Regions from separate parts of the Ovis aries genome. Here region 1 is linked to region 2. Evidence: chromatin contacts called from public Hi-C data. All regions are on one chromosome and are shown on one strand. The core of a region is the stretch at or near the end of the contact, and the rest is flanking DNA. Distances in the headings are between cores, read along the strand shown.

Region 1 (2,700 bases), core at 23-2,522, 190 kb before region 2:
TTTCCAAATGGATCTCTATATATATCGGATGATGTGGGTTGAAGAGAAGCCATCTATGGAAACAAAACCACCTAGTCAATAACTATAATTACAATGATAAGAAAATACCTATAATTAAGACTTCTCAGATTCGTTTAAAAATCGCTTAGGTCACAGACTAATCAGATATTGTATGGGTTTACAATGATTTGTGTTTTCCTGCTTGTGATTGATATATATTTAATATTTACATCAAAAGCAAGATTCAGAATTATGTTTGCTCCCCCAAAATGCAAAATATTGTTTTTATGAGCTAAGTAATTTTGTGTTAGGAAATTAAACGTTTGAAAGGTTTTTAAGCATAGTGTTTTGGCTCAATTTTCTTCCAAAGGGCTTTCCCAGGCTAGATTAAGTGAGAGACAAAGGACTTTTCTATATGATATTGCTTCTCAAATTCAAGAGAGTAGTTCCTGTAAAAATAATCTTTCCCCAGTTTGAGTTGAGGTTTACACTGCAGTGGTTCTTAGTGATAAATCTTATTCAAATGTCCTTTACTGTCAAAGATACAAGCAAGGTTAATTCAGGAGGTGATAACTCTATGTGGCGTGTACTTTGGAATATCAGCTTCTAATAGTTGGTACTTACAGAGGCTGGTGATGAGCGGAAAGAATCTTTAGAGAAGGGGTTCTCAAATGCATTGTCAGCAGATTTGGTAACTGGCGGGGCACTGTGTCGGGGAGCTGGCTTTGGTAGATCTAGAAGGTGAAAAAGTAGTCGGTAAACAAGCTTTCCTCCAATGCAAGCCCAAGTCCTCCAGTCAGGCTTATCTTAGAAATTAAGTTTCATATTTTTGAAACTGACATTGACCAAACAAAAATTATCACACCAAATACCAGGACTTCCAGGGATGATTACAAGCAAAATTCATCCCTTCTTGGAAGAGGAAGCCAGGCATATTCACTTGAAGTGGAAGAGATTCAGAATTCCCTCACTTAAAAACACCTACATGGCAAAACTTCATTAAGCCTTGAGGCCAACACAGAAATAAAGACTTCTAGAGATTCAATTACCTGATAGATTAACTAACTAATAAAAGTACAGCTAGCATTCAAATACTGGTTGCATTTCAAAGCTCTTTCTTTCTACCACGCCTTTTAACTTCCCTCATTAGATGGGTAGTATGATCCATGCATATCTATTAATGAAAAAAAATGAGCCTACAGCCCTACATACCTACCTGCAGTCCTCCGGGTGCCACAACCCATTGAATTTCAATAGCTCTCAGCAGCCCTTTTAAGAATTGTCACAAGAGGGCAGCACTGGGCCAGTCCTTAGAAATAGCTAACCAAGGTACCCTGTTAACTCCATAAGCTAAATGGTTAAGTTGTCTCCATAGCCCCTGATAGATGAAAAAAGCAAGAGTACAGCTATGAGGGGTCTGGAGAGGGTTCTGAGAGACTCTCCGGATTCATACGACTGAAATCCTTGTGGGTGCAGTTGTCAGAGAAGTAGGTAGCTTACCATTGATCTTTCTCAACAGTTGATTAGCGTCCAGATCATCATGGTCTGCGTTCTCCTGAGGAATGCCAACTTTGCTGTTGAAATAACTGGAGAAGGCGCTCGAGGTCCCAGAGGAGTTCTGCTCTCCCTTCCTTGCCGGCACAGTAGGTGGCTGCCGCAGTTGGAAGTCCTTAAACATTTCTTTCACTTCCTTGACTTCTCTGTCCCCAAGAGGGTCCAAGGCAATGAAGGCATCGCTGGGGACATCCTTTGGAGGGCCAGTTCTGGGAGGTGGTTGAGGAGGAGTGACCAGGAGAGAGGAGAGCATAGAGGGGGGCTGGGCGGACACAGCAGGAGCTGGAAACACATTGCTCTGAAAAGGGTTCCCCAGAGGGCTGTTTGCTGACCATGTATTGGGTGTTATGGATGCTGATGTGCCCCAAGCTACAGGGGGTGGAGAGGAAACTGAGACCGCGAAAGAGGAAGGCTGGTTCCAACCCGGAACACTTGGGCTTGTGGTAAAGACGATTGGCTGACTGAATCCTGAAGGCTGACCAGCCATCATAGCGCCTGGGACCACTGAAGGGGACTGACTGAAGACTAAAGGTGCTGGGCTCCATGGCGCTGCCTGAGCAGAGAGAACTGGCACACCACCTGAAGGGAGGAAGCGGAACAGAGGACTTAAATCAGAAGACCAGCTTGAAGAGGATTCTTGAGTGCCAGAAAGTCAGCTCTCTGGAGAGCATTGATAGAGAGCATCTACATGCCAACCTTTATTAAGCCTTGAGGCTGACATGGTTCTTATTAGATTAAATCACTCTAAAGATGAATTGGGTTTCCCTGGTGGCTCAGATGGTAACGAACCTGCCTGCAATTCAGGAGACCCAGGTTCGATCCCTGGGTCAGGAAGATGCCCTGGAGAAGGGAATGGCTACCCACCCCAGTATTTTTGCCTGGAGAATTCCAGGGACAGAAGAGCCTGGTGGGCAAAGTATCAGACTTGACTGAGCAACACTTTCACTTTCTTTTCAAAGATGAATTAGCTGTAGCACATATTCAAATGTTTGTTGCACTTTGAAGTCCTTTTTTTCTACCACATGTTTTTAAATTTTCCTCATTAGATAGGTAATACAGTCCACAAGTACCAAGTCATAAAAGAAAATGAGCCCTTTTCATACCTACATTGATGTAATTCAAACAGCTAGAACAGAGCCTGTCAGT
Region 2 (2,700 bases), core at 153-2,652:
CTGACTCTGTGCGACCCCATGGACTGTAGCCTACAAGGCTTCTCCGTCCATGGGATTTTCCAGGCAAGAATACTGGAGTGGGTTGCCATTTCCTTCTCCAAGAGATCTTCCCAACCCAGGGATTGAACCCGGGTTTCCCGCATTGTAGGCAGACGCTTTACCGTCTAAGCCACCAGGGAATTACATGAATATAAGAAAACATAATGTATATTTATATGGTGAGCCTGTGATCCAAGGCTTCACAAAAGGAGAATGCCATATTTTTTCAAGTTTTACTTTTGATGTTTTGTTCAAGAAAATATGCATTTACATGCATAGAATGGAAATAGAGTGTTAAATAAATTCTACTTATGCATTTTCTTACCATATTTCAAGATATTTACTCTTCCAGCAAATAATTTAACTTGACATTTCTAAGCTTGTAGCATGGAGAGAGGCATTACTACCTCAGCCTTTTGTGTTTCTGCTGGATTTTTTTTTTTTTGACAGTCCACTCAGTATAACCAAAGAAAACTTTATTCAAGTGAGCCTCAACTTCACTTTTCATAGAACTATGACCTTAAAAAACTAGTCTCTTAACTTCCTTCAGGGAGCCATGTGACTGACTGCCTTGTCAGCAAGCTACTTTTCCTGAATCTAAGTTATTTCCTTTCCTACAGAGAAAAATTGCTGTTATCAATTCCAACCCTTTCACTAATGGCCATTTTCATATACAGTTTACCCCTTCAAAACAAACAAACAAAAAAAGAATGCCTTTTTTTGCTTATTTGGTAAAAAATTGTTTATCCTAAAGAAAAAAAAATGTAAGGATATAAGCACATTTCATGGTCAACGGAAAAATCAGCATTTCCAGAGATTTCTGAAATAAGAGACATCTAAAAGTTCTCTAAAACACCTATTTTAAGATACTCACTTCAATTATCTAAACATAAGAAAAACACAGTCTGCTTAAAGCTAGCATCACCCAAGTACTTCGCAATTTCTTTATCTCATAACCATTTCTTTTTGGTTTTTATTCTGCATAGTTTTCTCTAACATCTAACACTGGAACTACTTCTGTCTTGTTTGACATTCCCCTGGCCTTGGCTTTTGAGAGAGGCTGTGTCTTGATTTCTTCTCTTAATGATTTTTTTCTCACCCCTTTTCCAGATCTCCCTTCTCGCTCCTTGTGGCCCTTTAAATGTTCTATCCTTAGCATCTTGCTCTCTTTCTACATACTTTCACTGGGTATTCTCACAGTCACTCACCTAGGCTCAAGCCTCGTCTGCTCACCGATTATTCCCGCATCTAACCTAGACTTTTCTCCTGAACTCCTGCCCAAATACCTCCTAGCTTTCCCACAGTTCATCTCCAGTGTCACATGTCCCCAGCTGCACCCTTATCTCCTCCTCAGCCAGATCTTCCTGTACTCCTCCTTATCTTAGCAGACTATTTCCATGTACCCAGACACCCAAGCTTAAAATCACTGAGTCATTCTCAATTCCATTCTCCTCTGAAAGTTTTCTCCTATCTGTTTCTTCTCTTTCTTCCTGACACTGCACATGGAGTTCAGGCACTCACCAATTCCCCCCAGGTGATCACAACTATTTCCTAACTCCTTGTTTTCTTATCCTAGTCTACTTTGAGGTCAGAGACTTATTATAAACACAGCATTCTTTGAGCTGGCCCTTTGCTTTAAAACCTTTGATATTCCCCATTTCACATGTAGAAAAACCCGAAACTCCTTAACAGACGATCTAAAGCCACCTGCAGTTTCGATTCAAGTGGCTCTGCTAGGCCCATCTTTTGGCGTCACTCCACCCCAAAGGATTCCCAAGTGGTGCTAGTGGTTAAGAACCTGGCTGCCATTGCAGAAAACATAGGAGATGCGAGTTTGGGGAAGATCCTTGGGTGGGGAAGGTCCCCTGGAGGAAGACATGGCAACTCACTCCAGTATTCTTGCCTGGGAAATCCCATGGGCAGGGGAGCCTAGCAGGCCCCAGTCCATAGAGCCACAAAGTCAGACACGACTGAGTGACTTAGCACACCCTCCAAAGGCATATGTGCTGAGTCTTTGTCATTGCACATGCCATTATTATCTCTCTTTGAGATGTTTTCCCCTATTTTCTTTTTCCTACCTAATGACTGATGGCTTTCATTTTTCAAAAGCCACATCAGATGATGTCTCTTCTTTGAAATCTACCCCGACTTCTGTAGAAGCATGTCCTCCGTCTGCTGTTAGTTGCCTTAGCTTACCTAGCATCAGGATGCTGTGTTGTAAATATTACGCAATAGTAAAGGACTCTGAAAGAACAGGGGCTATGTCTTCTTTTCTGCAGTGCCAAAGTCTATCATTATGTCTGACTTGTGATAAACATTTGGTTCTTATCTGTTATATGAAAATGAAGTTATTGTAATACATAATAATGAAAACTCTTAAGAATGGCCCAAATGATTCCAAATAGCTGTCCTAAATATTTATGTTTACACTATATTTTCTTTCTTCCAAAGAACTTCGTTTACTTCCATTTTATTCTATCAGTGGGACACCCGAGATTGGCAACTAAGACTCAAGGGAAAGGACAAAACTCAGTAACTGCACTGATAGACACTGGAGTCAGACTCAATATTCCTAAGAGGTGAAGGGTGTGGCCAGCTACTACCAGCCTCCATCTGCTCCATTTTGTTGTTGTTTAGTCACCAAGCCATGTACAACTCTTG

Evidence for each region. A called contact is a pair of places that touch in the nucleus more often than the background predicts.
Region 1: a Hi-C map of liver shows a contact between it and region 2, with 4 times the contacts expected there. The contact joins two enhancer-like sites. A contact is called at or near these places in 3 of 16 Hi-C or Micro-C datasets (liver and tail adipose tissue).

Annotation. Positions count from the first base shown.
Region 1 is chr16:35,234,128-35,236,827 of ARS-UI_Ramb_v3.0, reverse strand. It overlaps DAB2 (DAB adaptor protein 2), which reads right to left. Exons shown (of 15, transcript XM_060400473.1): 11 at 1,501-2,133; 12 at 625-734; 13 at 1-53. Among named protein-coding and RNA genes, the nearest start is that of C9, 19 kb to the left of the region's middle. Within about 2 kb of position 1,272, at least 3 of the 54 cell types and tissues checked have an H3K27ac peak or open chromatin away from gene starts, as enhancers often do. A contact at or near this core is called in liver, where this site is marked.
Region 2 is chr16:35,039,928-35,042,627 of ARS-UI_Ramb_v3.0, reverse strand. All of the region lies in intron 1 of LOC132657916 (a long non-coding RNA gene), which reads right to left. Among named protein-coding and RNA genes, the nearest start is that of DAB2, 140 kb to the left of the region's middle. Within about 2 kb of position 1,402, at least 5 of the 54 cell types and tissues checked have an H3K27ac peak or open chromatin away from gene starts, as enhancers often do. A contact at or near this core is called in liver, where this site is marked.